Regions from separate parts of the Hordeum vulgare genome. Here region 1 is linked to region 2. The links are chromatin contacts, called in public Hi-C maps. All regions are on one chromosome and are shown on one strand. Each heading gives the region's core, a stretch centred on a gene start, on an enhancer-like site or on the middle of the called end of the contact. The rest is flanking DNA. Distances are from core to core; before and after follow the strand shown. Region 1 holds the start of LOC123407379 (protein SHORT ROOT IN SALT MEDIUM 1-like). Region 2 holds the start of LOC123407426 (serine/threonine protein phosphatase 2A 55 kDa regulatory subunit B alpha isoform).

Region 1 (5,497 bases), core at 1,218-3,717, 540 kb before region 2:
TGAGATCAACATTGAGACAAGGCCTAAAAAATACAAACTCGGAAATAACAAAAGAAAAAGACACGACTGGTTAACAGAAATCTCTTCCTAGTATCCGCTCTTCACGAACTACCGGCAAAATGGCTTAACACGTTAAATCTGACAAAATGCACAAAAGCACAAATATTATGTGAAGGCAAGTATATATAAGTTTAATGCCACATAAGATAAGTTTATCCCAGGAAAAGCTTATTTACCTAAAAGAGTTTTTGTATTCTTTTTCCAGATCATTTGATTCCTTGATACACGGATAAGCTATGTGCGATACTACATGACTACCAACTACAGTTTAGTGGACTAGCCAGCAAATTATTCCAGCACTTGCTCTGTTTTCTGCTTCGAGGTACTGCCAGGACACCAAGTCAGTTAACATAGACAACTCACATGAACATGCATTCCTCGTCTAAAAGAGGCCCCCATATTGTGAAATTCTGGATGCTGAAATGCTCTAGCATTGCTTTTTTCAGAAATATTGAATATGACATGCCTAGTGCAAGCTCAGTTATTTTAGTAGTGCATTATCGTAAATACAATGATAATTGGTCAAACCATATTCTACTCTATCCTGCCATTAATCAGTATGATAGGGGCATTCATGTAAATGAAATGGTAATTGGTGGGATCTATTATATTTTGTCATATTCTTATTTGGGAGACAAGAAGAACTTACAAAATGAAACAGACATCAAATTACCTGGTAATTATGCGGCACAAAGAATGAAACAGCAAGAACAAAAAGCTGACCTTGGGCTTATGTAGCTGTAAATAAGTGCTACAGAATCAGCCCATTGATTCCTATCTGCGGTGGAAAATCAGAAATATATCTAGTTTGCAAAAACCCTCACAAGTCTTAACACCACTAAACAGTTTGGACATGATCTGACAGACTTATGCAGGGGAGGGGCAAGGTGGAGATGGCTTGAGAGCAACCTTTACTTGCAATCCTCCAGATTCTTGCAGTTTTAAGCTGAAGCTTAAACCTCACTATCAAGATATAGAATGATGCATAACACATACATAACTAGTATGTTTTGGACATTGGGTGAGGCATCTTTCAGAGCAATATTCTAGTGTGAACCAATAGATTATGACGGGCGATAGCATGGGTCACTCAAAAGGGGCATATGAGCTAGATGCTGCATCATTGCTACTTATCTTTCAGGATGAGTAGAGATCTGGCTCTCATTTTGTACAATTATCTCACAGGGCCATTATCAATTCCTAGGTTTTCTGGACTAACAGAATCAGTGACCTTTTAAACATCCAAAAAAAAAAAAAATAGGCACACTTCCGGGATAATATAATACTAGTTGCTCTTCGTGTGGATAAGGGTAAGGATAAACAAAAAAAATCAGGTCCAGGAGGACACCTTAGTTTTACTTGGATTCACACAGCAACATTTTAGATAATTTTATTTGAGCTAGAACTAATAATCCTGGCCAGCCTCTTCAGCACTGGCCAAACCTAGTGCTTTCTTTTATCTCAGATGTCCATGTGGATACATCAGATTTATGAGAGCATGAAGCTGCGCGGTTCTACTACCATTTGCATTCCAAAGGCATCAAACTGGCAGCTAATAACCTTCATTATTTGCCTTTGCTATAAAGATTCCCCCTCTACATACACCACATTAACAACGACTGACAAAGCAACTTACACAGTAACAGTAGTGAGCATGAACTGCATTAGGAGGCCAATAAATTGTATATTGAAACCAATTTTGAAAAATGTTGGTGAATTGCGATTAGTTAACCACCTGCTGTGTGCCATACACCGACGCGTAAGGCCCTCCATACTGCCCAGCAGCAGCCTGTCCGGCGCGGGCACCTGCCGCACCTGAGGCCCCAAATCCACTGCTACCAGGCTGCACACAAAAGTAGGGCAAAAGAGCGCAGGTTTTTGCGCACATAAAAGATGAGAACCTGCCACGAATCTGGACATAACACAACTAAGCAAATACCAGATCAGCGCTTTTTTTTTTGAGAGAGACATACGATTTGGCCGCCGTAAGATTGCTGCCCGCCGTACGGCGGTTGCTGCCCGTAGGGATTGGGACCTTTCGGCGGAAACATGGCGGACGAGCCCGCCTAGGGTTGCTGCGCGCGGGGTCGCGGGAACAAATGGGAATCTCCCGAAGACCAGTCCCTGCGAGACAAACCCTAGACATCACAACATGAACAGGGAGCAAACTAGAACCAATCCGGCCGAGACATGGATGCGAGGTGGAGATGGGTGGAATCACAAGATTTGTGCCGGGGCCTAGGGCCTACCTGTGGAGCTGGAGGAGGACGCGGCGTTGGAGGGGGCGAGCTCCCGCTCGGGGAATTTCTGGAGTGGGAGAGCTCGGTGGGCTCCGGCGGAAGAAGGGCGAGGGTTTGGCGGCGGCGAGGTGGGACTCCGTAGGAGCGGCTCGGCTTGGCTATCCTCCTATTTAAAGGATGTCGGACTGAACGAGAAGTGTGTTCATTTCGTGGGACTCGTTCCGGGCCTTCTCGACATAGGGTTCCAAAAATAATTCAGGTATCCGCTAAAGAAAATACATTCATTTAATAAATGAAAATATTTTATGTTAATAATAGTGACAACAACCTTTTCAGCTTTCTAGAAGTCAGAAGTTATGTATAAGAGATTACGACATCGCTAGTTAGGCATCACAGGTCGATCCTAACCCAGCCCCCACTCCCGAGTTAACTAGACTGTACTACTCAATCATACGGATCACTCGAGAAGCTCCTGCCATAGTCTAGTTCGTAAGATCCTCGAAAATGAGATTCACCGTGCCCCTTTCGTTTAGGACAGCACTCCTATCGAAAACTTTGTCGTTCCTTTGCTTTCATAGGCTCCAGCTGACATGCATAACTAGTGTGTCAAAGCCCTTGCATGTGCGCTGGGTGATACGCTTTCGAACCACCTGCCACCACTCCACCAAGGTGTCATGCTGAGTTGGGCACAAGTGCGATACCGGCCACATCCTAGAGAAGCAAAGGAACCATAACTGCCTAGCGAAGACACATTGAATAAGGATATGGTCGACTGTATCCTTTTCTTGATCAAACAAGTAGCAAGGGGAGGTATTGTCTTGTAACCCATGTCGTGCCCTCATATCCAACGTCCACAGCCGGTATTGCACTGCCAACCACATGAAGATCCGGCAAGCCAGGGGTGCCCAACTCTTCCATATATCTGCATAAGACTGGAATCTCCTACCCCCCCCCCCCCCTCGCAAAGCATCCTATAAGCCGATGATGACGTGTAAGTTCCATCCACAATCCAGGCCCAGATCGGTTTATCCTCGCTGCCCGGGTCGGTCTCCACATCGATAAGAATCTCCTAGAGCGCGATGAACTGAGACAAGCTTTCGGTGCACATATCTCCAACAATATCATTTGTCCAAGCATGCATTTGAAGTGCATCTCTTGCCGATCTCTTGTTGGCCACTTGGGTTCTCACTCTAGCCACCACTAATGGTGCAATTTCCTTGATCGTGGCACCGTTTATCCATCTGTCTTTCCAGAACAGAATCTGTGATCGTGATCCTAAGCTCCACTTAACCATGCTGCCAAAGGCATGGGCCACTTGCTTATCAGGAACCAGATTAAGACCTTGCCAAGGCCTAGAGCCATCTGTACGCCGCAACCACTCCCAGCGCAATCTGAGGGCAATCCTGTGCCTGTACAGGTCGATCACGCCGAGTCCTCCTAGCCTCTTTGGCCGACATACACGATCCCAAGACACAGCGCATTTGCCGCCATGGATGCCCTATGTGCGAGCCCACAAGAAGGCCCGACAGCCTTTGTCCACTTTCTCCAAAGCCCATTTGGGCGCCTCAACAATCATCAGGTGGTGCGTGGCCCTAGCTCTCATGACCTGGTTAACAAGCACCAGACGTCCCGGCCTAGTCACCAATCCCCTCTGCCAACCCGGCACAATATGAAGTGTCACGTCTACAATCGGTTGCCATTCCGAGCGACGTAACTGTCAGATGCTTAGCTGCAGCCCCAAGTATTTGCAAGGAAATTGTTCCATTTTCCATGGTAACGCACGCTCGACAAGCTCCGCATCTGAATCCTCCGACCTGATCATGATAGCCGAAGATTTGTTGTAGTTGACCTTTAGTCCCGAAGCCACGCCAAAGATGTGAAACACCTCAGTCATGAGTTGCAGATTGGGCCGAGTAGGTTTGATGGAAAGCACCACGTCATCCACATATAAGGACAGGCGTTGCATCGGGCTACAACCGTTCATGGCGCTAATAGCAGAGTTCTCATGTGCCTTAATAATGATCAAAGTGAGTACGTCCATAGCCAGCACGAACAACATGGGGGATATAGGTTCCCCTTGTGAGAGACCTTTTCGCATGGATGAATTTGCTACCAGCACAACCATTCACCGCCACTCTCGAACTAGCCGTCGTCAGTAAGGTAGCAATGCATGATATCCATCGCTCGGAGAAGCCCTTGGCCCTTAGCACCTCGAATAGGAAGGGACAGTATAGAGAATCGAAGGCTTTAGATATGTCCAGTTTGAGCAGGACCCCTTTCGCCTTCCTCCGATGTAGGCCACGCGCTAGCTGTCTAACCAGCAGGAAATTGTCGTGTAGGTTTCTCCCTTTGATGAAAGCCGATTGGTTAATGTGCACCAGTTCCCCCATGCGAGGCCTAAGGCGCGTTGCCAGGAGCTTCGAGGCTAGCTTAGGCAAACTGTGAATCAGACTGATCGGTCCAAAATCCGCCACCGCGCAAGCCACCGGTGATTTCGGGATCAGGGTGATCAATGCCTGGTTTAGTCTACCAAACCCTCTCCCATTTCCAATGAGCAGTTTATGCAGCGCGTGAGTAAGGTCAGCTTTGATGATCTCCCAAGCCTTCTGAAAGAATATGACAATGAATCCGTCTGGCCCTGACGCACGATCGGAGGGCAGTTCTTTGATAACCTTCCAAATTTCCTCTTCATGAAATATGCAGTCTTGATCCGAAAGATCATCCTGCACAACATCGAGCTCATCAAGGTTTAAGGTGAACTCGCGTGCCACGTCCTTCCCAAGTAGTTCATGATACGCCTGGTGGAAGGCCTCCTCCTTCCCCCTCTGATCAGTGATGATCTGACCATCCACTGTGATCGCCGAGATGTGGTTCTTCATCCTCCTCCCATTAGCCACGAGATGAAAGAGCTTCGTGTTGGCATCTCCCTTGCGCAGCCAGGATATGTGTGATCTTTGTCTAGCAATAGTCCTCACTAGGGATGCGAGACCCAACACCAGCTGCTTGAGCGTTCTCCTGAGCCATCTCTCGCTGTCAGTAAGCAGCCGAGTCTCATGAGCGCAATCGAACCGGAGGATGAGTATATTCGCAATTGCGATCTGTAGTTTGATGTTCCCAATTTTCTTTTGGCCCCACGCCGCCAGTTCTTTCGCAGTGTTCCTGAGCAAGCGATCGAGCCGCAAGAAAGGGTCAGTGAT
Region 2 (5,522 bases), core at 592-3,091:
CCCTCATAATTATCCCATAAGACAGTTGGTCATACTAAATTTAATGGCTTCATTGACCCCCTTTTGTGAACTCAGTGGGCTAGTCTCTCTCTCCCCTAAAGAAAGTAATCACTCTGTCTAGCAACCCCTTTAAGGATTTTGCCTATAAGATGTTGCATATGTTCTTTTCCCGGCTTATTATAATGGAGAGGAATTCCAAAATACTTATTAGGAAAATCTCCCAACCTACGCCTACCAATTTGAGAAATTCCCAACACACTAGTGCGATCAATAATAATAGGAACTAAGTCAAACTTACTAAAATTAATGTGCTTCCTAGGGAGCCGCTTATACACACACTTTAATATCAATAGATTTTTATATATGTTTGTGCCAGAATAGGAGTGTATCATATGCAGATTTCAAACCGACCCCTAAGGCTAAAAGCCATATGAAAGACCAATTATCATACCTTGGGCTAGTTCCTTTGGGGTTTATTGCTCGTTGGGAAAATAAGGTGCCACCTCCCCATCTAATTCTAGAAGCCCAAGCTAAAATTTTATTTTAGAAGCCTACTAATCAAGAGTCAACTAATAGGTTTCTATTTTTTTTATATATTGGTCTTCTAAAATAATCTAGGAGAGTGGCAACTTATTTTCACATCTAGCCACAAGCTCAAAAAACTGGGCCCTTGTCTAGTAGCTCCATTGGGTATTTTAGAAGAAAAAGACGCCAAGGCTGAATTAAAGGTAAAATGGTCATGGGTTCCATAAGTCTAAGCCCCTCGTCAGTTTTAAAACAGATAGTATGTTGCGTATCAATCCTGACACTAACAAATCCCTTATGAATCAACACAATCATTCAATTTCTTCACATATGTCTAAAACATGCGAGTCGAAGCATGTTGTCTAAAAAGGACCAATACAATTTGTCTCAGGCTTTTCCGTAATCTGATGTGTGTTCTCCTCTTTTTTCGTGCACTACATGAACACACCATACTCTCCAAGCCGAACCTTCCTTTTGTAAATGAAGTATGGGTAAATCCAATAAAGCTACCAATGCATCAACTCAACCTCTTAGTATACTGGCTTTAGCAAAAATGTTAAAAAAGTGGCCACTCAAGATATTACCATGTACTAGTACTTATTAGGAGAAATTCATTAGGCTCTTTTGGAATTATAAAGTTGGCATAACAAAATTAAGTCTAAAGAGTCCTCCTGGTAAAATAATACTCCCTCCGTCTGAAAATACTTGTCCTAAAAATGCATATAATGGATGTACTTCCTCTGTTCTTAAATATAAGTCTTTTAAGAGATTTCACTAGGGGTCTACATACGGAGCAAAATGAGTGAATCTACACTTTAAAGTATGTCTATATACATCCGTATGTAGTCCACTAGTGGAACCTCTAAAAAGACTTATATTTAGGAACGGAGGGAGTATCTATAATTAAAATAAATCTAGATACATTCATCTCTAGGACAAGTATTTCCGGACGAAGGTAGTACTAGTAAAAAAACTCTAAAAGTTCTATTTTTAAAATCTTCAAATAAGACTATAAGATCACGTTTTACAATATTTTAGAACTTTTGATAAACAAGAAAAGTGAGACCATCACATCGGGTGGCTGACTCCCTAATCCTATCTTCAGAGAAAGCCCTGACGAGCTTCTCATTTTCTCTCATGGACACCTCTTCTTTTTTCTAACATAAACAACTGTTATATTTACACCATGTGAGGGACACACTTGCTCTCCTAATTTTCCTACCATGGAACAAGCTCGCTTTTTACCATGTCAGATGGAGGAATATAATAAGGAAAAGAAAAGAAAAGAAAGAAGAGCTAAGCTCACACACGAACGCGAGGGCCAGCCAGAGACAGAGACATACCTCGACCGAGCCCTCCCCCACATCACTTCCCCCTCTCCTCCCTCGCAGAGCCCACCCCGCCCCTCCCCGACTCGATCTCCGTCGACCGCCGCGGCATCACCGCCCGCCCAGCCGCCCTCCGCCTGGGGAGGACCTCCTACCCCCCATCACGATCCCCGATGCGATGCCCCTGCGGCGTGATCGCGTGAGCACGGCGCAATGAATCCCAGAGATTCCGACGACGACCGCCCCGGGGCGGCGGCGGGTGCGTCCTCGGCGGCCCCGGAGCAGCAGCAGCAGCAGCAATCGCTGGAGTGGAGGTTCGCGCAGGTCTTCGGCGAGCGCGCGGCGGGCGAGGACGTGCAGGAAGGTACGTCTGCGCGCGCGCAACAACGGGCTCGCGCTTCCCGCCCCCGAGATCCGCTCGATTCGTGGGGCCTCTGAGGCCGGGTCGCGCCGGAGAACTGTGCTGGTGGACTGCGGGGATCGGGAGGATAGGTCAAGGATCGGTGGCTGTGGCCTGTGGGATTGGTGTTATTTTTGCCTAGGGAACTGGAGCGCTTGGTCCGTTGGCTCGTAGGAAAATGCGCTCGCCAGATATGTTCTGCTGTATTTTGTGGAGTCGATGGATGGTTATGGTGGCTAGTGTGCTTCTGTGCTAGCAGCTTCCGCCTTGCCAGAAGGTTTTGGAGCCCAAGTCGGTATTGCCGTTAATATGCTTCACGCTGGGAACATTTTTTTTTTCATTTGTTAAAAGCCGAATCTTTCGTCGGTCTTACGGCCTTGTCACACAAGGCCTCAGCTGGACTTTGAAGAATTCGGTCATAAAGACAGGTTTTCGATCATGTGATTTGAGGAATGCAGGAAAGGTCCTAAGAGGGTGTGGAGCTCGTGAGCTCTTGTAGTAGATTCACAGTTGTAGGAGATGTGTTGCTTAATGCTCTTCTTAAGGGTTATGATGACTTGGTGGCAACCTGAACTGAATTATGTTACCGTGTTGATCACGTAAGGGGAGAAGCTTATGATTATTTAGGATGATTCTAGCATGATTTTGCATGGGCTCACAGTGCCTTTGATCTTTTGTCGGATTTGGATGTATTTGACAGGACATACATGCTTTCCATCTGTGCATGGGAGAAACTGTCCACTGTTAATATTTTATATGTCCACTAGTAATCGTGTATGTGCAATGCACGTTAATATTAGGCAATGTATTAATTGCACTGCACACTAATATTTGACATGATTTAGTTGCATGTTAATATTAGTCAGGATATAATTAATTGGTTAGCGCTAGCATGGATATTAGGTATGCTATTAATTAGGGGAGGATTGTGTGAGGGAGGTCGTGGCTACGTGACTGGGCAGGACGTGCGTGGGGCTGTGGCAGAACATGGAATATGAGCCCTTGGATTTGATGGCAGACCACGGAAGCAATATCAACTCTTAGATTTAAATAGATTGATTAGATCATAGGACGTGGGTTGTTCTGGATTCACTAACTTTGGTGGCTCTAGAAGAATTAGGACTCACTACTTTTATGAGTTGTAGATGTAGAGATAGAGATGCTGCATTGGTCCGTTTGTGTTGATTTGATCATCCACTTTGACGCAGTTAAAGATTTTAATCCTTACGATGGGAACCTTTTCATTTTCTGAATCAGAAAGCATCTTCATTTGATTATTAGCTTATTTTATTTGGGATTCGTACGTGCATGATAAACACTCATAGCCTTGATTAAGGCTACTTTGTCGGTTTATCCATTTGCATTTCAATTGAATACTTGCTTGCGTGCTGATTGGGTATGCTGTTCTGTTTCAGTTGACATCATCTCTGCAATCGAGTTTGATAAATCTGGTGATCATCTTGCCACCGGAGACAGAGGAGGACGTGTTGTTCTATTTGAGAGAACAGATGCTCGGGATGTAAGCACCATGTAGTTGAACTTATAAGGGTTTCAGTTTAAATATTTTGCCCTCATGAAGTTAATCTAACAGGAGCATGCTAATCGGAGAGAACTGGAGAGACAGGATGTTCCAATTACTAGACATCCTGAGTTCCGCTATAAAACGGAGTTTCAGAGTCATGAACCTGAGGTATATATCAATCTAGACTGGTTTTTGTAGTCCATATAAGTTATTCTATCTCCATTAAAGTTGTAGTTCCACAATAAACTTAGGAAGCTGGTGTACGGAAAAGGTTTCCTTAACTTAGTCATGGCAGGGAAGATGGAAGCTAATACCCGTGCTGTTTCGTTTGTATGAAATAATTGTAGTTTGACTACCTCAAAAGTTTGGAAATAGAGGAGAAGATCAACAAAATCAAGTGGTGCCAGACATCCAACAATGCACTCTTTCTACTGTCCACAAATGATAAGACTATCAAATACTGGAAGGTATGTCAGGGTGCATTTTAAGTTCTCTTGCGCATGTCAATCTTTTCCTTACTGTTTCATATATGCTGGCAGTCTAGCTCTACCGTAGATGAACTGTATATTTGTTGCAGTAATGTCAATGAATGAAATTATTGATACTCCCTCCGATCCATATTATTTGTCTTAGATTTGTCTATATCTATATCTAGACAAATCTAAGACAAGTAATATGGATCGGAGGGAGTACTAGTAGGCCCATATGTTCAGGCCTTCCTTTTTACTATTATCGCTGGGCCTTTGCAACCACAAATGAAGTAGACATTCTTCTATCCGATTAACTAGTGCGAACCTTGAATTTGCATTTTTAAATTGTGGGCCGTTATCAAGTTTCATCTGTATTGACCTATTGCTTTGCTGTCCTTGCAGGTCCAAGAGAAAAAGGTAAAACAAGTTTCAGTTATGGCTTTGGACACTTCCCAAACTGTAGGGGATGGTACCACTAGTCATGCGAGTACCAGTACTTCCGAGCCTCCTCTTCCAAATGGTGGATGTTCAAAAAATTCTGATAGCCTCAACAGTAATCTCGTATTTCCACCTGGAGGTTACCCATCGCTGCGTTTACCTGTGGTAACTGTACCAAAAGTCTATCAGCTCTAGTGCATGAAGCTGACACTATATAATTGTTTATCAAGCTATTATCAAGTCCAACTGACTTCGCTTCCAACCACATGCAGATTACTAGTCAAGATGTGAACCTTGTTGCTAGATGTCGACGCGTATATGCCCATGCTCATGATTACCATATTAATTCTATTTCGAATAATAGGTTAGTCTTGCCACGAGCATTGAGTTTTAGTCTTGTCAACCGATCCCTTCTGCATTATTTTTCTATGAGTTTTCATATTTCTTCCCTTTATGTTGGTCTTTTTCTTGCAGAAACAAGATAAGAATACACCAAAGCTAGTAACATCTATCTTCTTAAAACTCAATGTGTAATTTACTAACCAATTCCTGTAAAATTTATATGAATCTCTAAGCAAGTATCACTTATTGATTAAAATGGAATAAGCCATTTGTTTGTGTTGCTACCACAGTACCGCTTCCAAGTTTGTAGGTCTCAGCAGGTACTGTGCAATCATTTGCATCTTCTACCAAATGAACATTTAGATAGGCAAATCAGATATAACTTTTGTGCTTTTAAGAAAAAGAACTGTCTGTGTCACTCATGTAGTGCCTTTGTAATGTATTGTGCTGTCATGCATCAGTACAGTAGTATTCATACTTTACCTACTAAGGATCAT

The links. A called contact is a pair of places that touch in the nucleus more often than the background predicts.
Region 1: a Hi-C map of leaf shows a contact between it and region 2, with 3 times the contacts expected there. The contact joins the promoter of LOC123407379 here to the promoter of LOC123407426 in region 2. A contact is called at or near these places in 2 of 6 Hi-C or Micro-C datasets (leaf and seedling) and 1 of 1 datasets of contacts at active chromatin or transcription factors (embryo).

What each region holds. Positions count from the first base shown.
Region 1 is chr7H:511,560,508-511,566,004 of MorexV3_pseudomolecules_assembly, reverse strand. It overlaps LOC123407379 (protein SHORT ROOT IN SALT MEDIUM 1-like), which reads right to left and starts at 2,467. Exons shown (of 24, transcript XM_045100502.1): 1 at 2,310-2,467; 2 at 2,034-2,184; 3 at 1,796-1,903. The coding sequence starts at 2,111.
Region 2 is chr7H:511,019,783-511,025,304 of MorexV3_pseudomolecules_assembly, reverse strand. It overlaps LOC123407426 (serine/threonine protein phosphatase 2A 55 kDa regulatory subunit B alpha isoform), which reads left to right and starts at 1,841. Exons shown (of 14, transcript XM_045100558.1): 1 at 1,841-2,217; 2 at 3,669-3,772; 3 at 3,845-3,943; 4 at 4,123-4,242; 5 at 4,648-4,848; 6 at 4,956-5,047. The coding sequence starts at 2,067.